Linked DNA regions of Mus musculus: region 2 is linked to region 1. The links are chromatin contacts, called in public Hi-C maps. All regions are on one chromosome and are shown on one strand. The core of a region is the stretch at or near the end of the contact, and the rest is flanking DNA. Distances in the headings are between cores, read along the strand shown.

Evidence for each region. Hi-C and Micro-C count contacts between places; a contact is called where the count stands out from the background.
Region 2: a Hi-C map of muscle stem cells shows a contact between it and region 1, with 2.7 times the contacts expected there. The contact joins two enhancer-like sites. A contact is called at or near these places in 1 of 15 datasets of contacts at CTCF or cohesin (the NIH/3T3 cell line), 11 of 484 Hi-C or Micro-C datasets (CD4 T cells, adipose-derived mesenchymal stem cells, cranial neural crest and 5 more) and 1 of 115 datasets of contacts at active chromatin or transcription factors (CD8 T cells).

Annotation. Positions count from the first base shown.
Region 1 is chr4:32,176,596-32,183,228 of GRCm38.p6, forward strand. All of the region lies in intron 1 of Gm42266 (a long non-coding RNA gene), which reads right to left. Among named protein-coding and RNA genes, the nearest start is that of Gm42266, 6.9 kb to the right of the region's middle. Within about 2 kb of position 3,571, at least 159 of the 459 cell types and tissues checked have an H3K27ac peak or open chromatin away from gene starts, as enhancers often do. A contact at or near this core is called in embryonic fibroblasts, muscle stem cells, myocytes and 1 more, where this site is marked.
Region 2 is chr4:32,300,335-32,306,967 of GRCm38.p6, forward strand. It overlaps a transcript of Bach2 not described here. Among named protein-coding and RNA genes, the nearest start is that of n-TGccc3, 73 kb to the left of the region's middle. RefSeq lists an enhancer at 1,569-5,076. Within about 2 kb of position 3,602, at least 247 of the 459 cell types and tissues checked have an H3K27ac peak or open chromatin away from gene starts, as enhancers often do. A contact at or near this core is called in embryonic fibroblasts, muscle stem cells, myocytes and 1 more, where this site is marked.

The DNA of each region.
Region 1 (6,633 bases), core at 2,321-4,820:
CTTTGAAATTTAAGAACTGCCCAAGAATTTAAAAGTGGTCATTAGCATATGCTTTGAATATATACCAGAGACTACTGTCCTGCACAAAGGGAGAGTAAGGCCATTCACAATTCAGCATTCTACTTGAAGCAAGATCCTTCTTTGTTAGTTTACAGCCTAGCTCTGGGAGCATCTCACATAATTTTGGTAGACAAAGGGGGGGGGGAGGGCAGGAAATGAGTTTAAGCCCTGCTTCTACCTCTTCCTGAATACTAACCTTTGACAAGTCGTTTAACCCCTGGATAACTCAATTTCCCTATCTGTGAAATGAAGCATTGAAATAGATCATTTCCAAGGTCACTTTCTGCTATAAAATTTTATGATGCCTGAGGCTCTGGATATATTGGAAAAAGCTGTGTGTGTATGGATTTGTTGCACTTAAAACCCCAGGGAGCTAGAAAGACTTTAAAGTGATACAGGAGTATAACAGAAAGTTAAGAGGATGCCCGTGTTCCTAATGAATGAACTTGCTCAAAATCCATCTCTGTGCAAGGAAACCTTTGGTTGTGGTGGACTTCCACAAAAGCTGCTCCCACAGAGAAAAGTCAGAGCTGCCACTTGAGAGCTTCAACTGGCTTCCTCCCTCTCACTTCACCCTGTGGATGCTCCAGGAACACCGCCTTTCTCTTAGTGAGCCTCTAATCTAATCAGGGGACAGGAACTAGTGCCTCTGGCAATTTGTGTAAGTTTGGTTGTGGGCCCATTAACCACACACACACACACACACACATGCACTACAACACACACTCAGACACAGACAGCACATCATATACACCACACATGCACATACATATGCACCACACATACACACACATATACACTATACCACACATACATACACACACAGCCACAGACTCATACATACACACATACAAACCTACACTCACACACACACACACACACACATCCATACAATCGCATATGCTCACAGACATACACACAGCATACCATATACATATACACCACACTATACATACACACGCATATATATATACCACACATACACATACATCATACCACACACACATACACACATACACAACTACCACCCCCCCACAGACTCAGCACACACTCATACAAACCCACACACACTCACACAAACACTCACACAATTTTTTATACAAACACATACAAACTCACACACACACACATACACACACACATACACACACAGCATACTACACACAGATACACACCACACTATACATACGCACACATATATCACACACACACTATGCCGCACATACCTACACACACACAAAACTATCACACACACATACAAACACACACACATTTTCACACACACTAACACACATTCAAACTCACACACACACACACACACACACACACACACCAATTGGCAGTGTTCCCCCCAGAAATGCTTCACAGACAGACAGACAGACATGGGTCCCTACTGAAGAGGTGAGTTAATATTCTTCCTGGTCATGTATCTTCAATGCCAGATGTTTTTTTGTGTCTGGAGTCAGGGATAAAGAACTTCAACTGTAGGGCTGGCACCTTCCTGGGGCCCAGAACTCCACCCGTTGCTGCCTGCTTTCTGCCACTCCTTCTCTTTGACTATGCCAACATGAGCATCTCTTTGCTGAGCATGCTTACCCTGGTTTATATAATCCACTCTACTTGCAGTAGCATTACTGGGCACCCACATCAATTCACTCTGCTGCCCCAGGAGTGTGGGGTATGCAGCTGTGCTCAGCCTTTCTCAAAACATCAGATCCATAAGCAAATTCTTTTCTCAGAGTTTTGCCAATTGTGCCCCACCTCTCTCGCATTGCTAATCTTCCTGTGCCCCGTCTTAACCACTGACTTGGTGTGTGGCATTTTCTTTCTTCTGTGCTATGGTGTGGACGTGACACTACTCAGGCGATGAGAAAATACATTTGCTGGGCTAAATTCTCCGTTTGAGGTGACTGAATCTCTCTAAATGGTAATTCCTTATAATGCAAAATGGATTCAAGCTTTTTGAAAACTCTGAACGTTTTTATGGACTGAGTCACAAGACATACTTTCCATCGGCTCGTTCATCTCTCTTCCTTATCTCTAGCTGATAGGTACTGTTACGTGTCCAATCTTCTTCCTCTCCACCACACTCAGACTGTGAAGTCTTAGCCCTTGTACCTAAGAACGTGACAATTTAGAAACAGGCATGCTACAGATGTGATGGATTAGGACGGGAAGATGATGCTGGAGCAGGAAGGACCCCCACACACACCCAGTATTGGTGTCCTTATTACCAGAGGACACTCAGAGTTGTACACGCAAGGGTAGCATCCTGTGCCAAAGCAGGCAAGAATCGTGCTTCTACAAGCCAAGAGCACAGAACACAGCCAGCGACCATCTCAAGCCCACCTCCATCTCAGACTACTCAGCTCCAGAATTTTGAGAAAAGAAATCTCTGCTAAGCCACTCTGTTAGTGGAGCTTACAACAGTCCTAAGCACCTCACACAAGAACCACATTTGGATACCTTCATCTAGGCTTTTCTTTAAATGACCAAGAACAGCACTGGAGGGATCTCGGCTTAAGAAGTAAACATACTTGCCACTAAGCCCGATGCGCTGAGTTTGGTCCTCAGAACCATGTGATGTATGAAGAGACCTAACTGATAATCAGAGTTGTTCTCTAATCTCCGTGAGTGCCCAGCACATGCAAACACACACAGACACACAAAATTAAATAAATAAATGTAAACAAATTATCAAGAACAAATCTTTAACAGTTGAAGTCTGATTTCTTTGCCAGTTGTTACACCACACACACATACACACACACACACACACACACACACACACCACACACCACACATACCACACACACCACACACACCACACACCTCACACACACACATACATACACACACACACCACACCACACATACCACACACACACCACACACCACACACACACCACACACACACACACACACCACACATACCACACACACCTCACACCTCACACACACACATACATACACACACACACACCACACCACACACACACACACACACACACACACACACACACACACACACACACGTCCACACCCAAACACAGAGCTGTGTGTGGGATTGGTTCCACTGAGCAGCTGTTGGGAATGCTCCATACACCATGCTGTAATAGCCAGCGTCAGGAGGGCCGATGTCTTCTTACGCTCCATTCTGACTTAGTGAAAAACATAGAAGAAGAAAAAAAACCAGCACACTTACACACTCATTGGTTTAGGCCCTGTCATGATTCCTTTTAAGAAGCTGCCAATAGATTTTAGTCATGTTCTGGCAAAGGTTTCCCCGACCACAAACACTACATAGTTGCTGAATGAGTCACTACCTTGAGTAATCTAATTCCTTGACCAGTGCATGCCTGCTGCTCACAGCTCACAGCTCAGCGTCTGCTTGTGGGTTTTGTTTTGATGGGTTCCCTGAAGTTTCTTAAATGCTTTCTAAGGGTCAAGTTAAAGACTTACTATGAATCCTTTGGGAGTCAGTGGCATGTGAACTGGCCAGTTGTCAGGAACCAAAACGCTAAGTTTCATTAAGCCTTCTCATGCGGTAAGCACGGCTCCATGTGCCCTTAACACCAGGGGAAGCGGCAAGTGTGAACTCGAAACTTTTCTCTCAAGCTGTAAGCCTTTTTGCTAAAGAATCCAGGAGGGGAAAGGGGAGAGGAACAGAAGGGCTTCTGGGGAAAGATGTCAGGGGAGCGGAGCCCACCCATGTCTCCAGACAGGCTCGGGAATTCAGCATGTCCACCAGACGTCTGGATGCCTTAGAAAGAGCAGAACAAAACTATAACCAAACGGTTATTTCTATCGAAGACTAAATAAACCAAATAGACCTCTGGGCTTATTTTTACATTTATGTGTGGCTAAAAGATGTTTTCCTTATAGACATGTTCTAATCAGAAGAATCCTTATGTGCATGTGTGTTTCTGTGTGTGTGTGTGTATGTTTGTGTGTAAATGTGTCTGAGTATATGTGTCTCTGTGTGTGCATGTGTGTGTGTCTGTGTGTCTATATGTGTGTCTGTGTGTGTATGTGTATATATGTGTCTACATGTGTGTCTCTGTGTGTGTCTGTATCTGTTTCCATGTGTATGTCTATGTATGTGTGTGTGTCTCTGTGTGTGTTTGTGTGTGTCTCTGTGGCTGTGTCTACATGTATGCCTTTGTGTGTATGTCTGTGTCTGTTTGTCAATATCTCTGTGTGTGTCTGTGTGTCTGTGCATATATGTGTCTGTGTCTGTCTGTCTGTGTGTATGTCTATGTGTGTCTTTGTGTCTATGTGTCTATGTGTGTGTCTGTGTCTATGTGTGTGTATGTCTGTGTCTATGTGAGTGCACCTGTGTGCACATGCAGGTGGAGATCTGAGGTCAACCTTTGCTGTCGTTCCTTATTATATTACTTTTCTGTGACTGTGATAAAGTAACCATGACCAAAAGCAACTGAAAGACAATATTTATTTTAGCCCCAGAAGGATAAGATACTGTTTTGGTAGCAAGAAGTCACATCTCCATCTACACACGGGACGCACAGAAAGTGAACGAAGGGTGGAACAATGCTATACACTCTCACAGACCTCCTCCAGTTCTGTACTTCCTTCAGGAAGACTCCACTTCCTAAGAGTCCCGTAACCTCCCCAAACAGCACCACCACCTGGGACCAAGCGTTTATACATGCGACTCTATAAGGGACATTTCTGTTAGCGCACCACACAAAGAGCCATCAACCATGAATTTTGACAGTGTCTGTCACTGAACCTGAACTCACCAATTAGGCTAGGCCGTTGTTATGTGACAAGACTTTCCTGGGGAGACATAACACACACATCTACTCACCCCACATAGGACACCCATGACATATCAAAGAATGGATATCACCAAAGTCAATACAGTGAACCATAAGTTTTATTGGGGTTAGTTAAAGGAATATGGATGAGAGGTCACTTACAAGAGCAGAAATGACTTAAAGATAGTTGCATCATCAAAGCTCATCCCAGTATGGGTGACAGCTCAGAAAAGTTAGAAACCGGGAGCACACTGAACAGCCTACAGGCTGCTCAAAAGGTTGGAGAGTGTCCTTCCCCAGTGTCTTGATCTCTGTTTCTTCTAGAAAGCTTGTCCTGTTTCAGTCTCTTTTTTGCCGCCCATCTTGTCTGAGTCTTTGCTTACTCTTGGAAGGGAGGGACCTAGTGAATTTGATTAGTTTCAGGAACTTCCTGAGGCCATTTTGTGTTATCTTCTGGCTAAGGAGCTGGCTATCCAAAGAGCTTGAGGATCTACCTGTCTCCATCTCCACACAATTGGGGTTATAAGAGCATAACAGCACCCCCACATATTCTGCTATTTTTGAGACAAAGTCTGGCCTGGAAGTTGACATGTAGACTCATCATCATCTGCCTGCCTCTGCCTTCCAAGTGCTGGGATTAAAGGCAAACCACCTTCCTTTTCTCTAGTCTGCCACAGGAGGTGCTCCCCACATTTAGGGTGGATCTTCCCACTTCAAATAATATAAGGAAATTCTTGGGAATGCCTAGCATCTTGCTTCTTAGTTAGTTCTAGATCAATTCAAGTTGACCACCAAGATTAACTATCATGGTAGTATTTAGCATCTACTCATGGAAGAAGGAAAATCTGAGACTAAAGGATTTAGAGAAAGCCGGCCAGACACTAATGAAATTCTCCTTATAAGAAAACTACAATATTTAAAATGCCTCTGTCTACCATCCCTAAAATATAAAATATTTCCTAGTTAGAAACAAAGAATCTGGGCTGGGGAGATACTCGGTCTGAGGAGTGCAAACCATGGATCTCCAGAATCCACATAGAGAGTCAGGAAATAATTTTTTTCTTTATATCTTTCTGTTTACTGTTGCTCTTATTGGCAAGCTCATCTATCCTATCGCTGCTCTTTTTCTTTCCATCACTGACACTAGAACCAGCTTCTTCAGGTTTCCCAGGTAAAATGAAGACTGGCAACCCTCCAGGGTCCCTCCAGGTTTTCAACACCAAATTGAGACTACGGAAGCATCCAACCCCACGAACTAATCAACAATGAGATTCCTGGCTTCTCCAGTGTGAGACAGCCACTGAGGGACTGTCAGACCATGTTGTATCAGCCAGTTTCCTAAATCCATTTTTTTTTCTTACTAAATCCAATTTTAACATATATCTTGTCCATCAGTTCTGTTCCTCTAGAGAACTCTGGTTAACACAGTATGGAAACTGAAGTGGGAGAAATGGAATAGAAGTTCCAGGAATTCACTTCAACCACGTCATGCTATCCTCTAACATCACTGAATAACAGTATTAGGTCTCAAGCATCTGCCCTGGCTGGGGAGGCCTTCACAGCAGCTGAAGAGTAGCCATTTAACCACATCATTCAAGATTTACATTTTAAAGGCAATATACAACTCCCATAAAAACCAGCTCTGTTTTCAAAACAGCTTTAAGAACAGACATGGTGCAACTGTAAAGATCAAAGACCCCAAATGATATGATACAGTGGAAGGGAGTCCAAAGACGCGTCACTCTGCACTTTTTATTCTCTACCTACTAAGGCAGCTTGCCTTGAAGAGACC
Region 2 (6,633 bases), core at 2,352-4,851, 120 kb after region 1:
AGCATTTGGAGGAATTTGAGGCAGAATAGCAAATCATCAAATGAAAGACTGCAAAGCCTGGCAAAACCTGGCTAGCTTGCTTGTCACGTCTGCTCCTCTCCGGAATACGGGGCAGGCACTGCCCATAGTGTTTGACCTAGCAAAGCATTCAGTTTTCTTCCTGTCAAGTTGGATTCTGAGCCAGCAATAAGAGAGCAGAGAGCCGGGCCTTGTCTGAAAATTTCTCCACATTTTTATCATACGGTTCAGATAGTGAGTGATCAATCTCTGTGGTTGCCTGTATTGGGATTTTCTTAATTCAGCACAGCTGAATACAAACAGGAACTCAAATCCTGAATCATGTCAAGTCAGTTGGTGTGGACTCTGCTGCCTGAAAGACCCACTCCGAACCAAAGCAGAAGTCTGTTGAATACTTTATAGAAAAAAATTCTAAGTTACATTTAGCATCTTGTAGGCCTCTAAGACATTCCTCTCCTTTGCTATTCAGTCCCCGACATCATATTCGAGCCCCTCAGAAGTAATGCTTGTGGCCATGTGTTGTGTGTGCGCTGGTAGGTAGGTACAGGACGATCGTGAGTCCGAGGCCTGCAAGAGCTTCCTAGTGATGTTAAGGTCAGCATGGACCCCACACACTAGAGATCCTGTCTTGGAAACAACAGAAGGTTCAGCTGTCCCAAAGCTTTGCCGCCCCTAGTGCGTAGCACTGCCTCACCCATGAGCAATACTTAGCAAGGGTTTAGTCAATAGCTTTTACTCAACTGCAGAGACATATCTAGATTTTACCTTAAACATGCATTCAGTGACATTTCACTGAAAACATGCGTTATAACATTAAAACACGTATACACAGATACGCAGACACACAGAGAGACAACCTACCACTACCACCACCAACAACAACAAATAACCACATCCCTATTGGACATTTCCCTTTCTTTCATCTCTCTAAGTGACAAGTCTTTTTTCCCCCTGATTTATTTCTAGAAATATCCTTTGGTTGACTCTTTCAGGCCACCCTATTTTTCCTGTCCTGGCCCTAAGCTATAACCTTTTCCTCATTCTTGGCATTGACTGTGCAAGCAGCTTAAATCCATTTCCCAGACTCAGCCTCCCTCTCCTACACTTGGATCTTGTGCTATTGCTTATGAGAAAACATCTGTACATCCTTTGACCTATACTGTGTATAAAATCTGTATCTCTGCTGCCCAGCAGTCACCACTATCCACAGGTAGCCAAAGTCCTGGAATTAAGACTAGTGCACATTGGTAGATGCTATATGTGAACAGTCCATATTATTTCAAGAGCCAGTGTAAAATGTAAAATATCTCATTAATAATTTGTATATTAAGACAGAGCATATTAAAATAATATATGCATACTGTTGTACTATAATATATATTACTTATAATATATATTTTATATATATTTGGGCTAATCATCTGGGTTATTTCCTAAAGCTTTCTAAATTACAAGTTCTCTTTGGCATCATTCTCTAAAACCTGCAAAAACAGAATCTTAATGGCTCTGTTAGCTAATGCAGCGTATATTGTGATTACGAAAGTATGGATCCACAAAGGCAGTGGGCTTAAGAAGTTTGCATAGTTAGTGGCCTTCCTGGCACCCTTGTTAGACTGAATAAACAGAACTCCCTGACAGATCCTCTCCAGTCTACCATGTGGGACAATCTGACATTCTGGTGAGTCACTTTCTAATGATAGTCTTTCTTTCGTTTTTTCGTATGTAAGAAACCAGCGTTTTAAATAAGATGTGGCAAATATTAATCCCTAATTAATGATCTCTTAATGCAGCAAAATGAATTGCAATTTCTACAGAAACAAGGAGACAATTTTTATGTATATCAGATACCCCAATATGCAGTTAAAAGAGTATAGAGTGCTTCAAATCCTGTGAAGGCGAAGCTCTAGGAAAATCCTATCAGTTCCAACAGCATGTACCATTTCTGCATGCTGTTAAAGTGCAGGCCTGGGGAAGCAGCTATGTTGGCAGAGTACTTATCTAGCATGAACAAAGCCCTAGGTTTGATCCGCAGCACCACATCACCCAGCATAACACACATAACACATTTGTAATCCCGGCATCAGGGGTTCAGGCAAGAGGAGGGAGATTATTTTTGCTGTGTGCTTTCACCCCTGGAAAATGCAGAAGGAAGAAGGCATTCTTCGGTCAGTCATCAGTTGCCTGAAAATGGCTGCGAGCTCCTGTTCCAGAGTGCCTGCCTCATCTGTCTCCCTGTTTCGTGTCTTGAAGTGGAAAGAACCATCAGAAAATTAAACAATAGCAGTCGAATACCTAGGAGCAGGAGGGATTGATTCCTGAAGTGAGTCAGGGGTGTGTCATCCTGTGTGACACTGACACCAAGCTAATTGAATGTTGAGACAAACATGCGTTTGCCTGTGTGTGTGTGTGTGTGTGTGCGAGCGAGTGCGCACTCACACATGTGTGAGTTAAAGCCTTCCTGTCAGTATGTGAAGTGACTGTGAAGGGCACCACAGCAAACTCTGGTTCTATCAAGAATGTACCTATTTTTAACATGCTGGATCAAGTGTCTGCAGTCATAGGGGATGAGGAAGGAGTAGAGAATGTGTGTGTGTGGGGGGGGGGAGACTGACTTGAGGAGATTCTGTAAAGGACCCTCTGGCGTGTTTACAGTTCAGCTGTGCATTCTTAATGGCTCCACTGCTGCCAGGTCAGGTAACATTTTCTTTGCATGTGATGAATGGCAGAGAATTCTCTTGCAAGGGAACCAAGGAGCTGGGAGGGGGGAAAGGGGAGGACAGGGATAAGAAACACACAGCTCCAGAGGGGTACAGCCCTTGCTTTGCAGTTGCCTGTGTGGATAGAAACCAGATGGCATGCTGGAACACCCGCTTGGCTATCTGAGGAGCCAAACATATGGCTAATGGTGGGGAGAGCGAGCCTCAGAGCCAGAGCTTTGCTGATGTTTCATATTACAGATTGTTACAGTGTGTCATTACATGGCAAACCTAAGTGCTTAATACCCACTGCAGGCGCTGGCCATACACTTACAAGAAGGACTGTTAACTCTTTGCTGGCTCTGAATGGAGGAGTGACATCATCGGGAGACTGAAAATGTCTGGTGTGGAGGAGAATTTTGTAGTGGAAACAATATTGTTTTAAAACGTGAGAAGCCATCACTCCACTGAATTCAGCTGTGCTCTGAGAACCTTTTTGTACGAGACTTTATTTCCCCTTCTCTTCCTATTTCTCTTTCTTTCTAACACACACACACACACACACACACACACACACACACACACACACACACACACTGAGGTTGGGGGGGGTGCTAAAATCAAAATCCAGGCTGCGACACCACTCTGGTGGGTCAGACAGCATGATCACCTGGAAGCCACATAGCTGCACTCAGAGGTCGCACATTTGAAGTTTCTGTTTGGGAAGCTCTGGGCAACAGCAGGTCTGTGTTATCTGAGGAGCTGCTGAGCCCATTCATCTGCTTTTCACAGCCCGCTTCCTTTTATTTTTAGCCAGATCCGTCAGGCCTGACAGGCGGGTAATTCGAGCCAGAGGAAGGGCAGCGCTCCAAGTCCTTTCCACAAAGCAATTCTTCTCCTCCCTCCTGGGAGGGCTCCAGACTTGGCCTGCTTCGGGCAGATGGATTTGTTGAGTCATGTGAGAGAGAGCATTTACACAAAAACACAGTGAGGCAGTGGAAATGAGACAGAAAGAAGGAAGGAGAGAAAAAAAGAAAGAAAGAAAGAAAGAGAGAGAGAGAGAGAGAGAGAGAGAGAGAAAGAAAGAAAGAAAGAAAGAAAGATAGATAGATAGATAGATAGATAGATAGATAGATAGATAGATAGATAGATAGATAGATAGAGTAGAGCAGCCAAAGCAGAAAGGAGGGTGAGTGAGCCAGGGAAGCTTGTGGCCTGCAGCGTGCAGCCTAGTGCAGGAATTCTGCAGCAGTCAGTGCCCGAGGAATGCCATAGAGGCTCTTGTATATAAGGTAATGTCTAGTTTACTGCATGGGTGGAACCCGGCTAGACGCTTCCTCTTTTTAGCAGAGGAAAGCAGTACTGGGAAACTTATATGTATGTATATATATATTTTTTACAAGCAGCACTCAGTAACAAAGACCACACTGTGACAGTGTTGGTTCCAGTAGCGGTAACTGACCAATGGGCTGCTTTAGAGAAAAAAATGAGTTTGCTTTGTGATGTAATACAAGTTTGCTTTGTCTGGACGCCAGCAAGACTGAGGACACAGAGGAGGGGGAAGAGGAAAATTGGACCAGGACTTTTGGTTAATGGTTTCCAGAGATCATTGAGAGAAGTTGAGTGGAGGGGGGAAAGTGGATAATGTGGAGAGTTGCTGTGAGGTATACCGTAATTACGGTAGGTAAAACAGAGCTTTTCCTATGGCTTCCGTGCTCAAGCTGATGTGAACGGTTTTGAAACGCTGAGGAAGGCATTGTTTCCCCCCACCCTGCCAGCACCCCCACCATGGCACTAGTTTCTCCTTTAGCATTTGGACAGTGAGAAGAACCAGATTCTACATTATGGGAAGCAGCATTAACTTCATGGATCGGTTTTGCTTACTCTTGGTACCACAGGCCTTTAAAACAGTCCGTGGAAACGGTCCCCGCTGCTCATTCATAAAGTTTGAATTAGTTTATATACAATAGTGCAGGAATTCTCCCGGTTTTGCAGAATGAAAGTCTGCCTAAGAGAAAAACGACCAAGTTATCTAAGTGTGCGATCCGTCCAATGGAAGAAAGCACACAGTGCAGAGATCAGGAAATACATGGACACTGAAATGGAAATGGAGAGACGAGGGAGTGACTTCATAGACAGCATCCCCGCAACCTTGCATTTATTCTGAACTCCACTAGTGCAGCCTTCCCCGCCCCCTTCTCAGCCTCCCTAGAATGTAGGTCAACTTCACCATGGCTCCTCATATTTTGTTAGCATTTTAAAAGTTGGAACATTTTGCCGATGTTTTGAGACGGAAATGTATTTAAGTTGCCTGGGTGGTTTCAGTAATTCTGGAACGGAGCTCTCACATTCCTGCTGTTGCTAGTCACCAGTGAACTGGAGTAGTCAGCATGCAGAAACAGCTTCAACTAGAACAAGCACAGCGCTCACAGTGTTGCTGATCAGACGCTCTGACGCTCACACCCCTCCACGTCCCTTCACGCTGCTCCGGTGATTCCGCTGCGCTCTTACAGGGCCGCTTTGAGTTATTATGCTTGAAGGAAGAATGAGGACATTTTTGTGGCTGTTGTGCATTTTAGGAATCCCAGACTACACAGCAGCGACATTATCATTATTTTGAAGTGGCTTTGTTTTAACCCTACTTTATAACATCGAGTCTTCCCTCTCCAGCAGGGCATCTCTTACCGCGTGGCTGATAGTTTGGACCAGGTAATAATTATGGAGAATGCACTATAGCTGAGACCTCACATCTTGAACCCCAAGCATGAAGTAGTGAGAGCAAACTGGAGGTAAAGGAGGCCTTTTCATTTCAAAGCCTGCCCCAGTGATGTACTTCCTCCAACAAGGCTGCACCGCCAGACCCTGGGGTCATTTTTTGTTCAAACCACAGCACGCGCTGGATCTGTGCTTTACCACTGAGCTTGTAGTTTATAGGTAAACTCAGCATTTGAAATGGAAATATTAGGTATATAAAGTTTCCTACATAGCAAACAAATGATTTTAGGGAGAATTCTGTCTGTCTGTCTCTGTCTCTCTCTTACACACACACACACACACACACACACACACACACACACACACACACACGCACGCACGCACGCACGCACGCACGCATGTGGATTGGGGAGGGAAAGGAGGAGAGGGAGACAGAGAGAGAGAGAAACTGAGACCTGGATTTTGTTCTTGAAGAACAGCCCCTTTCTTGTACTCTGGTCTCAGCAGGTAAAATCCCTCCAGGCTATATCATAGGTCTTTCCCCAGAGTTACACCAGAGGAAGTGGCCCTGCTATCAGAGCCCTGGAATGTTGATATCAGCAGCAAGGAAATGTCTCATTTTCACAGCACCCAGAGCTGGAGCCTTAAGCTCACCCACTCTGTATCCCATCCCAGAAAGAGAAAGGCCGATAGGGTAGGCTTTCTTCTTAGGAGCAGAGCCGACTTCCTTCCCATGCTGGTGACTGCAGTCTCCTTGAGAAGGAATGTGTGCCTTTCCACAGGAGAGGCAGGCATACATTTCCTGTTTATTTTGTGAGGACTGGTGTCAACTGCTATAATGAGATCAGAGGAGCCCCTGAGGGACGTGGCCTGGCTGTGTCTGTGCCAGTCCCCTGAGCTGAGCTGTTGTTGGAGAAAGCAGGCAGCCCTACAGTTCCTGCTGGTGACATAGTATGTGACTGTGCCCTTGCTGTTTCTTGTCCCACCAGTGTCAGCATTCCATCATCCAGTTGTAAATTATGCAAACATAAACCTAAGACCGACTGCTTCCTTGCCTGGAAGGCTCCTGCCAAGAATGGCTTGACAGGCCCGGGCTTTCCTTAAGCTCTTTCTCACCTGACTACCATTAGGAGGAAGAGTTTAAGAATAAGTCGCAATATAGCTGATACGACAAAGAATGTATTTCTGGGTCTAACCTGAGCAG